Regions from separate parts of the Zea mays genome. Here region 2 is linked to region 1. Evidence: chromatin contacts called from public Hi-C data. All regions are on one chromosome and are shown on one strand. Each heading gives the region's core, a stretch centred on a gene start, on an enhancer-like site or on the middle of the called end of the contact. The rest is flanking DNA. Distances are from core to core; before and after follow the strand shown.

What was found. A called contact is a pair of places that touch in the nucleus more often than the background predicts.
Region 2: a Hi-C map of leaf shows a contact between it and region 1, with 7 times the contacts expected there. The contact joins the promoter of LOC100280213 here to the enhancer-like site in region 1. A contact is called at or near these places in 6 of 25 Hi-C or Micro-C datasets (ear, endosperm, leaf and 3 more).

The regions. Positions count from the first base shown.
Region 1 is chr10:5,858,484-5,864,402 of Zm-B73-REFERENCE-NAM-5.0, forward strand. No RefSeq gene overlaps it. Among protein-coding and RNA genes, the nearest start is that of LOC113509065, 48 kb to the left of the region's middle. Within about 2 kb of position 1,843, at least 17 of the 20 cell types and tissues checked have an H3K27ac peak or open chromatin away from gene starts, as enhancers often do. A contact at or near this core is called in ear, leaf, seedling and 1 more, where this site is marked.
Region 2 is chr10:5,955,449-5,961,381 of Zm-B73-REFERENCE-NAM-5.0, forward strand. LOC100280213 reads right to left here and starts at 2,150. Exons shown (of 8, transcript NM_001153144.1): 1 at 1,988-2,150; 2 at 1,788-1,890; 3 at 1,595-1,702; 4 at 1,330-1,415; 5 at 712-950. The coding sequence starts at 2,049.

The DNA.
Region 1 (5,919 bases), core at 593-3,092:
GACCAGATTGTAGTTGATAGATGCCCTACGATACGACCCTCCAAAAAGCGACACCATACTATATACTGCAAGTCTGCAACCGCCCACAGTTCTGTACGTACCACTACCACAACAAGAGTGCCTTGTGTGCCGGCCCAAGCATATTGTAGTCTTTTACTTCCTGGTCGATCACGTTGTTCTTTAGATAGTGTATAAAAGGATCATATCGGCTAGCTAGCTAGCTAGCTCGATATATCGTCGTGAAAATTATAATAATAATAATAAAAGTACGCGCAAGAGGCTAGCTAGGGATTCGCTCTGACTGTTGAGAGGCACGCGGCGCGGGGGCATATATTCTTGCGACGATCATGGTACAATGCGAACGAATAAAGCTGCAGATCGACCGACAAATATTCTCCGAGATCGATCTCGCCTATTTTTAACAACCTAATTAATTAAGCAGAGGCAAGGCATTTATCCCTGTGCAGGCTCTCTGGGCATGCATCCATGCATGCATGTCGTTGTTCGCAGGAAAGCAGTGTGGTCGAGTACAGTGCTGGTTCCAATTAAGTTTTCAGCCTTTGATTTGATCTATATATATATATCTCATGGCGGGACGGAATCAGCAACCATCCATCGGACCAACCAACTAATGCTACAGCAAAAAAAAAAAAAAAATCGGCAAACCTCTTATTTTAGCGGCTCTGAGTGATGCTGAAACGGAAACAGCACACTAATTAATTAAAATCTCTGATGCTGTACCAACCATTTATTAATTTAAGATGTCCAGCTAGCGCCGCAAGCAACATGATGGATGGTCCAGGAGTCGATCAGATGGGGACCAACTGTTAGTTAGTTAGTTAGATATAACACAGCAGTCGCCCGTAAGTACACACTTTCATCCTGCCCAAATGATTGTCACAGGTCCGGTCGTCGTCTTGGGATGGGAAGAATCAGACAGGGGCATCATATCGGTTAGCTGGAACATCATCAGAACCCATTCACCTCACTTCCTGTCGATCTCGACCGATCAGCCGGGCCCCCTGCTTGCATTGGTTGCCTCTTCTCTTCAACAGTGTGCAATATATATAGACATCTGCTTGCAGCGGCATGCGTGCTTTTGCATTGCAGTGTTTAGAAACATATATGCTCTTTATGCAGATGCACGCAGGTGTCTCCCACCCATGCAATTAATTTAAACAGTCACGCTAGCTAGCTAATCAAGGCCGTACGTTTTTTTTCCTGCAGTTCGTAGCTAGATTATGTGTTGTGTGTCTCTGTCGTCATGCATCTGTACTGGCTGCAGAAACCTTAATTAGCTTTTTTTTTTCTCTGGATGGATGCATGGATCGACACAGGGGCTAACACAAATCATGCGTGTGCACAGTAGTACACTGATGGATATGCTTGGATCGGATCGACTATCGATTGTGATGCTACTACTAGTTGATGGAATGGAAGAGCTATCAAACGATCAGTGATGATAGTCTAGTTTGCAGTAGTTCATCAGAATTCAAAGGGGAGGGAAAAGATGAACAGCTTACAAATAATACACTAGTACCTAGCTAGTGCACAATTAATGGAGTCTGAGGCTGGAAGCATCGAATTAAAAGCACACTATAAGTTGATGGTCTCTGTCTACTACTGTGACCATGCATGAGCTTCTAGTTCTAGTTCTAATTCTAGCTAGCTGGTATAAATGGAGAGCCCCACAACAAGTGGTGGAGGCTGGAGCCAGCCATCCACCGCCGCAACCAGCCGTCTCATCGTCTTTCCCGCGCGCGAATTGCAGCTGACAGCAATCACCGGTAGTTAGTAGATAGATTGCCTATGTATCCCTGGCCAGCAGGCCTGCTGCCCAAATGATTAGTAGTAGGCTGCGGCCTGCGGTGTGCGGGCCTTGCAAACAGACAGACAGACAGCCTTCTATGTTTGGAAACTGCGCAACGCCTAGCTGTTTTTAAAATCATATTAATTTTATAGTATTTAAAATTTGTTCCAGAATATTTGGTACTCTCAATTTGTAATGCGTAGTTTTTTTTTCTTTTGTGTTAGACCCCGTTTGTTTCGTTAGAATTGAATTTTATTTTAATAATTATAATTTAAACAAATCTAATTAAATTTATATATTTATATATGTAATATATTTGTATATTATCTTAAATCATATGAGATATAGTTATATACTACATTAATGTTATAACGAATCAAGTAGAATAGTGTGATATAAATTGTACATCGAAAAAATAGCATTTAAATCTATATAATCAATTTTCATCTCTCACCTTATAAATTTAAGATAGACTCATAAACTTATATAATAACTTTGGAAAGCGGTGGAATGTTATATTCTAAAAAATAGGCTATTTCAATAATAAAATTACAATTCCTTAAAATAAAAGGAAACAAACAGGGACTTAATGTATTTTAGGACTCTACGGAGGGACTAGACGACTGCAGCCAGGGCTCTCCACCCCGAATGAAGAAGGCGACAACCACAGCTCAACGCATCCAGACGACACGAACGGACACACAGTCGTTGTAGGACGTACTACAGAGCTCGCTAGCTAGCCCGTATCTTTCAGAGGGACACTTTTCTTTGTCTGCAGGCAGAGGCATGATCTTCAGATCTGCGCGTGTACTTTTTTTGCCTGCTAGCTGACGATGACCTACAAGTGCACAGCAGGCAGCGGCGGCGAGAGCCAATGGCGGAGTAGCTCTGGCTATCTGTCACACTAGCACACTGCTGGTGTATTCATTATCCCTGCTACAGTACTTATTAGCCTGTACTACAACCATACTAGCCAACGGAGTATTATTATAGTTAGTTAGTTAGGACGAATAAATTAACACGCCGAATTGTTTGATCGTCCGCGCTCTAACTACGCTCATGCTCGTATATATTACAGTAGCAACCATGCCCATAGAGATATAGACGTTGCAATAGGAGAAAAATAGCTATCGTTATTCATGAAAAAGAAGATTCTCATTGTGATAATGCCCTCCGTTGGCCCCTTTAACGGCAACGGCACCAAAAAAAAAAGATTAGCATTTTATGGCTAAATAGCGACCACGTGAAACTCCACTACCGAGTTTCCTCGTTATGAGAATAAGTAGCCGGGATAATGAATTCAAGCTATACTCCGCCACCAAGCAACTTAAGGATCAATGGTACACGAGCAACCGAAAGGTCACATATTCAACGGCATCTACAACCACTTGTCTATTGCCTGGTCAAGCGGATCAGATGACACCTAGATGCTCCAAGCAACAAAAGATAGCTTCCACAACAGGTCTAGCGAAACTGAATTCAAGCTGGAGCACATGTAGCGCGTACTTAGTATTCAACTAAAGTGATGTGTGCAAGTGCAACATGGTGGCTGCGACTTCGGCGCTGGGAGCAAACAATCCCACCTCAACGTGGTGGCCAATTATAGCTCCGTATCGCCTGATAGTATCGAACCACCAACCCTATTGGTCGCGATAGTGCTACAGTGCAACACGGGGCAAAGGTACAACAATGATCAACAACGAAACCATGCATGGCCAACCAAAAGCTAAGTTAAACAAAATTATATGAGCAGTTCACAAATTGTTGGATTAGAACACCGACCACAACACGAGAAGGCTCCACATATTGGCCGTTAAAAATTGACCAAATAATTCAAAATAAGATGACCCAAAAAACAAGAAAAAAATTGAGGACAGATAGTTTTTTTGATTGATTGAATCAGTATAGCAGGGCATTTTAGCATGTACCACCGAGCTTCCTCGCTACGAGAATAAGTAGCAGGGATAATGAATTCAAGCTACTCCGCCACCAAGCAACTTAAGGATCAATGGTACACAAGCAACCGAAAGGTCACATATTCAACGACATCTACAACCACTTGTCTATTGCCTGGTTAAGCGGATCAGATGACACCTAGATGCTCCAAGCAACAAAAGATAGCTTTCACAGTTGGTCTAGCGAAACTAAATTCAAGCTGGAGCGCATGTGGCACGTTCTTCGTATTCAACCAAAGTGATGTGTGCGGCATGGTGGCTTCGACTTGGCGTTGGGAGCAAACAATCCCACCTCAACGTAGTGGCCGATTATAGCTCCAGCTCTATTGGTTGCGATAGTGCTAGAGTGCAACATAGAGCAAAGGGACAACAACGATCAACAATGAAACCATGGCCAACCAAAAGCTAAGTTAAACAACATTATATGAGCAGTTCACAAATTGTTGGATTAGGACACCGACCACGACACACGAGAAGGCTCCACATGTTGGTCGTTAAAAATTGATCAAATAATTGAAAATAAGATGACCCAGAAAACAAGAAAGAAGTTGAGGATAGATAGTTTTTTATTGATTAAATCAGTATAGCAGGACATTTTAGCATGTACCACCATAAGGTAATGTATTAGCTTTAGTAGGTGACACACTTAGCTAATAAATCTCCCAAAGTAACATGTCTTGTAATTACTCGCCTTGCCTACAATTCTTTCTTTCTTACCATGTGTTTCTAACTTAGATGGTCAACTAGCTAATTGACCGTGCGTTGCAACGGGAATATATAATACCAGTATACTACGATAACTTATATACAAAATGTGTGTTATATTGTTATGAGAAAATATTTCATAATCAATTTGTGATTCTAGCCATACATAAATTTTGTTATTTTAATCTAGTTGTTTCACCACTACATTGCAACCATCAGTATCATGCAGACTTCGATATATGCCACGATTTGTATGGTCTCATCATTGGAGAGCACGTTCCACACATGACGAAAGAATTTTCCTCATACATCGTTAGTCATCAGACATGCACCACCATACGCTCTTGCTTAAACAAAAAGGTAAGTGTGTGTGTGTGTTTGCGAAGAGAATTAAAGGTAGACCAGCACAAAAGCTACCCTGACGGTGGCGAGGATGACGAACTGGTCGTTGTTGTCGATCCTCCTCTATGTCACCTCCGGCGCCAAGATGACGCCACAATCCTCGATATAGTAGTCGTCGAATGCGCGCGACATGACGAGTACCGATGACTCTTGGTTGGGCTGTCAAACGAAGTGCACCCTGGGCTCATCAGCAAGGTAGTACCCCTGGTCATTGCACCACCGGATGCGCTACTCCACTACATACATCATGTTCGAGGACACTAACACAACGTCAGCAACGTCCATCGTCCCAACACACAAGAATTCATGTCCGGTCAGTAGCGACTTACATGACAGGTTGGGCTTCAGGTGGACGATGAGCTGGACGGCGTGATGGCGTCGTCGTCGGATGCGGTGTCCAGAACAACCCGAGAGTCGTCGACATTGGCGACAACCATAAGGCCCCCTGCTTAACGATGGACAGCACGGTGCAGCTGCTCTGGACCGCGTCCAAGCGGCGGCTTCGCGGGAGCTTGTCGTACACAGCGACGCATGCGACCACGTAGGACTGCTTCTATAGGTCGAACTGACAGTCGCCAAGCTTCTTCTCATCATTGATGAGCGACGCCAACGCGAGTGCCTCCTGCTAATGGTGTTTGTTCGGGGTTTCAAGTAAGAAACATGGATTCATGTTTGGCATTGGTTTATGAAAATGACTCACAAGTCTGATCCATGGGAAAAATATTACGAAAAAATGTCACGCATGCAAAAAAGGGAATTTAAGTATAATACATTATTCAAACAAAAGAAATTACATGCAAATCTCTTCTTTAAATAATATTTCTTCCATCCAAAAATATAATTCAAGAATCTCGGTGATACTTATTTACTACTACGCATTGTGCAAGGGTAGCAAGTGAGCTTGGTGAGAGATGTAGTAGATGTGTTTCCTATCATAGATGTAGACATAAACACACATGTGGTGTAGCGGTAGCTACTCTTGGCCTTTGCTTGAGAGGTCACGGGTTCAAATCCTCTTGAGGACATGTGTGTTTTTTTAATTTTAGC
Region 2 (5,933 bases), core at 900-3,399, 97 kb after region 1:
TTCTAATTACTGACCTGTTGTGGAATCTAGTAAGAAAATATCAGACTCAATACAATTAGCACATTTACTAAATTCATTTGTATATTAAATTACATTATTTATGACTTAATCAGACATATTGGTATCTTTCTGAAACTCAGCAAAACATATGTTTGCCGCCATTAATCAAGGCATAAAAGTATGGTTGTGAGTGAGGCATGCTTGAGAAACAGGACTCAAATGTTTGTAGGAGGCGAAAACAGTATGCCTCAAGACTATTTGATTCAATTCGATATGGTTTTGGGACTTAGAAAGGATGGTTCCATAATAACTTCTACCTCTACTATTTCTGGTAAAAGTTTAGAGGAAGTCTTAATGTAGTATGCATCCCATTTTTCAAGAAAATAGTATATGCTCTTAAACTCTATGTCTTTGTATTTTTCACAGTTATGTGCATGACAAACCTCTTACTTTCTTAGATGTCCCGGTTTATGAGCTTATTCCTAACACTCCAGATGTAGAGTAAGTGCATAAACGTTTTTGAGAGAATAATGCAAAAACTTCACCCGGTCATCGTGGTGCGAAGTCCTAGATGTGAGGACTAACGAGGAACAACATGATGAAAAATATCAGTTCAACTCCTACAGCACCAGCTGGATCTGATTATTTTATTTCAAAAATGACGGAAATGCTGCTTAACAATACTAACAGAATTGCAAGAATAAGACAAACCTGAATCAGGAGGCATCAACAAATTTCCAAGGAATTTCCTCAATGATGGCAAGAGAGTGCACCAGTTCCTAAAGTCTGATAATGACATAGACTTCCCTGAGACCCCTTCAACATCCTTTGAAAACACTGCAGAGTTGAGGAATTCTTCGAATGGTCTATTGTTGGAAACTTCGACAGCTTCCTTCTTTATTGCAAATACAGTTTCATGAACAGACGCCAAGACTGATTCCAAATCAGACCTGGCAGTGCATGTGATATGTAAATGCAAGAGTAAATACCAAATGATGCCTAAAAGCCTGAATAAAAAATCCCAAAACAACCTATAAATCATAAGCTTTGTTTAACACAAAGTATGAATCTTCTAAGTGCAAACAAATTCGCCTTGGCCAATATCGCTCCGCGAAACAAGTACCTAAGACATGTAACTGGAATGCATAAGGCCTAATGGTAACCAGAAATCCCTACCCCTCATTTATATCATTTGTGTTCTTTAATGTCTTTGTTGAAGTAATTTTCAGATTTGGAGCATGCAACTACTGAATCGGCTTAGCAAAGGAAACGGTTCACTCATGACATACCAATTTATCAGAAGAAATTAATTTCTCTCAAAAGCAATACCTTGTTAAGGCGCCATCTCCTGTGACATCACATAGTTGATAAATGAATTCATCGACCTCATCACGAGTTCCCCTTCCATATGTTGCCTACATGCAACAAATAAAAGACTGTCAAACTACAGAATACATACAAAGTACTAGCTAGAAAGGGTGACCATATCTGGATCTTAACTTGGACAAATTCCACCAGGCACCAACACATCAATGACCTTGCTCGCGACAACTAAACGAACAACAGAGTGGATCGAATTGAGTCGAGCACTAACTTTGGAGATGATCAAATCCTCGAACGTGACCCCATCGCTCCCGCCACTCTCCTTCGCCACCAGCTGGAACAGCCTGTCGCCTAATCGCCCCCGGACCTGGTAGTATTCCTGCGCAAATAGAGGCGAACCCGTTAGAGATCGCAATCCAGATCCAGGACCAATTCAAAAGAGCGAATGTGCGTGCGGTGCCCACGAGGAAGACGGGGCGTGAGATGGCGCGGCCGCCGGTCCGCGACTGCGCTGCGAGGGAGGCGAATAGCTCGCGGAGGCCGTCCAGCTCCTGCTTCGGGAAGGCCCTGCGAGGAAGCGTGTCAGCGGTGAGAGCACCAGACAGGGCTTGCGAATCGCGGCAGCGAAGGAGGTGGCAGACAGCTGTTAGTGGGGAGGCGGTACCTCGAGGCCATGACGAAGCGGGAGCTGGAGGCGGACGCCGGCGAAGCCTGCGAGTTGCCCATCGCCGCCGGCGGAGGTGGGGTCCCGGCTTGTCGGCGCCGGAGGGCGCGCTCGGGCTCAGCAACTGCCAATCGAACTCTCTACGATTTTTTTTTTATTTTCCTTTTTTTTTGAGCGATTTACTTTTTCAGTTATTCTTTTCCCTTTTGTCGATTGTCGTCAGTCGTCACTGGGCGGCCCCTCGCGCCACCAAGGGGACGCCTGACGCCTTCGTTTGATGGGCTTTTCGCTTTCTCGCTTTTCACATTTAAAACGTGGAGGCCCATGTGCTGGCAGCCCAGTCCAAAATAGTTACGACGGCCGATATTTTAGTTTTTTTTATTTGTGTCTTGGAGATATATATTTTTGGTACAGAATTTGCAAATCCTATATGACACCCGTGCGTTGCTGCAAAAATTAGGGTGCGAGGACTGTGAGCACATTGTCGGGCCAGACATCGAGATATCCGGTAACGTTTCATGAGAACCCCATTAGGGCTTGTTCGGTTAGCTCTCAATCCATGTGGATTGAGTGAGATTGGATGAATTTAAATCTCAAGCAAGTCAAACCTTCTTCTTAAAATTTTCAAATCTCATTCAATCTATGGGTAACGGGATTAACCGAACAAGACCTTATTGAGTAGCCAACCATGTATAGATGTAGTTCATCTGTGAAGAAATGCATACAACTTCTTTATACTGGGAACCTTTACCGGAAATCAGAGGTATAAATCTATTTATTTAAAAGGTCTGAGATTCAATTCGTATTCGAGTCCGGGTACTCAGTATCAATCTGTATCCATATTTTTAAAGTTGGGCATTTAAGATGTATATATCTATTCAAATTATATCCGACATATTTGATAATATCTATATATTCGATCGAGTCTGAAGAGAAAATATGAAACGAGTACGTTGGTATCCGATCTGATTATACTCCGCTTGATATATGTTGTCGTTTGACCTTGGAGCCGTCATGGAGCCACCCGCAATGATTTTAATGGTTTGTGTGGTGTTTCGTTGTGCAGTACTGTAGTACTTTATTTTCTTGAGCTCTCTGTACTTGGGTTGGAGAGAGATCAATGCGGTTTGATCGGCCACGGCAGTACTCGTACTCCTGGCTGATGGATTAAACTCGACCTTTCGAGTCAAAGATTTAAAACAGCTGCTACTGCTGCTTCTTCATTTCTCTTGTTTTTTTTTTCAACACCCGTCTTTACAGCTCTCTGGCCTCATAATAAACATTCATAAAGGCCGTTGCCCATTTTGAGGAAAGATACCGAGCAAGCATCGGACTCACAATCCATGGCCGATGGTGCTGCTGGCAGAGAGATGCACAGACCTTATAAATGTTGATGAAGGAGGGCTTCAAGATTTCTGTCAAGATATGGATTTCATGGCACTCCTACCGTCGTATAGTAGTAAAAAGATGCAAGAAAAAGGTCTCCAAAGACACAACAAACACTAGGAAAAAAAATTGTTGATCTACCACAAATTTTCAAAAAAAAATAAACATTTATGAGCTGCTGCTGCTGCTGTTTGTAGCTATGTCTATCAAGCCTTGAATTCCCAATAAATAGGTTGATGTCACGGCGCACTCAAGTCTCGCAGTGTAGTAGTAGTTGTCTCTCGTCTTTCCGGCGATCGACATACTACTACATTTTTTTCTAGGACAGATGCCAACTTTAAGTGCTAGCTAGTGGTAGTATCAGAGCCTATCCATGGCTGCCGCCAGAGATGCACAGAGGAGCTAATAAATTTTGAGGTGGAGAGCTTGTAGATTGCTGGGTTTTTAAGTAATGGGCATGTAGTAGTATTGATTAGGGTGCCGCAGAACGTAAGGTAAGACAGTAGGCATCCTAATTCATGTAAGGAGGCAGGCACACTGTTGACGCTTTTTTGGAGCGCCAAATACTCAAGAAGAACCGGCGGCGGTGCTCTCTGGTCAGGCGCGGACGGTCCGCGGCCTGGGGCCGGACGGTCCGCGACCTGGCGCAGGGGCTAGGGTTTCCTGCCTGACGGCCGGACGGTCCGCGCCCTGGGCCGGACGATCCGCGCGTGTGCAGGGGCGGCGGAGGATCGCCGGCGGCGGCCTGGATCTCGCTCCCGGGAGGGACCCCGTCGGGGAAGAGATCCTAGGGGTTGTCTAGGCTCGGGCCGGCCGACCTAGACTCCTCTAATCGGCGTAGAGTCGAAGAGAGGCGAAGAATTTGGGGATTGGGAGGCTAAACCTAAACTAGACTAGAACTACTCCTAGGATAAAATGCGAATAAAAGTTGTATTGATTCGATTGTTGATGATACAAATCGGCCGTAGACCTCTCCGTTTATAGAGGAGGGGGACTGGACCCTTTACACAACTGATTCCGAGCTAATTCCGCGAATATAGCTAACAACCGTAGCACAAAACTCGGAACCCTAATCTGTTCTGCGCACGCGCGGACCGTCCGGCCTCAGGGCCGGACCGTCCGGCAGCTCTTTTTTGGTTCGAACATATGCCCCCCTGCCTTTTGGTGGAGCTGGGCGAACCAAAAGCAACTAACTCGATGTGATCACATCGGTTCTCTTAGGCATCTTGCCACATACTAGGATGGTACTGTTTGAGGAAACGCCCATTCAAAGCCTTTGGTAAATCCTTGCCTTGTAATGTTTGTAGCAAATAGGCGTTACCAGACATTACCTGTTTTACTTTATAAGGACCCTCCCAGCTTGGCGACCATTTCCCAAACTTCCGGTCTTTATTCCTTAGAGGTAAGATGGTCTTCCACACCAGATCCCCTACTTGAAATGACTTTGCTTTGACCTTCTTATTGTAGGCCCTGGCTACCATAATCTTGTCCTTTTCTATTGCTCCCAAAGCTATCACCCTCTTGTCAGTCACCTCATCAATATTATCCATCATTGAATTATAATAATCAGTGACAGTTAGATCATTTTGTCTGGCGAATCTGACAGCATTCAAACTTATTTCCACAGGCAATACTGCTTCCTGCCCATAGACAAGCTCAAAAGGAGATACTTTAGTAGCACTATGTTTAGATATTCTATGAGCCCATAAAGCTTCGGACAAAATCTTATGCCAATGTTTAGGATTATCAGATATCTTCTTTTTTATTAAATTAATCAATGTCCTATTACTAGACTCGGCCTGTCCATTGGCCTGAGCATAATATGGAGATGAATTAAGTAGTTTAATTCTGTATAATTCAGCAAATTCACGTACCTCTTTTGACATAAAAGAAGTCCCTTGATCTGTAGTCAAGGTCTGGGGAATGCCGAATCTATGAATAATATGCTCAGTTATGAACTCAATTACCTCCTTGTGCGTCATGTTTTTCAGAGCAACGGCTTCAGTCCATTTGGTAAAGTAGTCAGTGGCAACTAACACGAACCGATGCCCCTTTGATGATGAAGGATGAATTTCTCCAATAAAGTCTAATCCCCATCCTCTGAAAGGCCAAGGCTTGATAATAGGATGTAATTCGGCTGCAGGGACCAACTGTAGGTCACCGAATTTTTGACACACTTGGCAACCCTTGTAGTACTTGAAACAATCAGCTATCATGTTAGGCCAATAAAAACCAGACCTTCGCAACAACCACTTCATCTTTGGAGCTGATTGATGAGTACCACAAATCCCTTCATGTACTTCGGCCATGGCTAATATAGCATCATCTGGGCCCAAGCACTTAAGCAGAATGTCATTGACTGTTCGGCGGTAAAGTTCATCACTCATCAAAACATACTTGAAAGCTGTTCGCCGAATGTTCTTATCTGTTTTGATATTAGGATTTCGTAAATAATTAAGTATAGGTGTCCTCCAATCGCTTGCATCGGCTTCATTGTCAGCCGAATTGATTAAGAGAACATTTCTGGTAACCCCGGACGGTCCGGCGCCATCACGCGGAC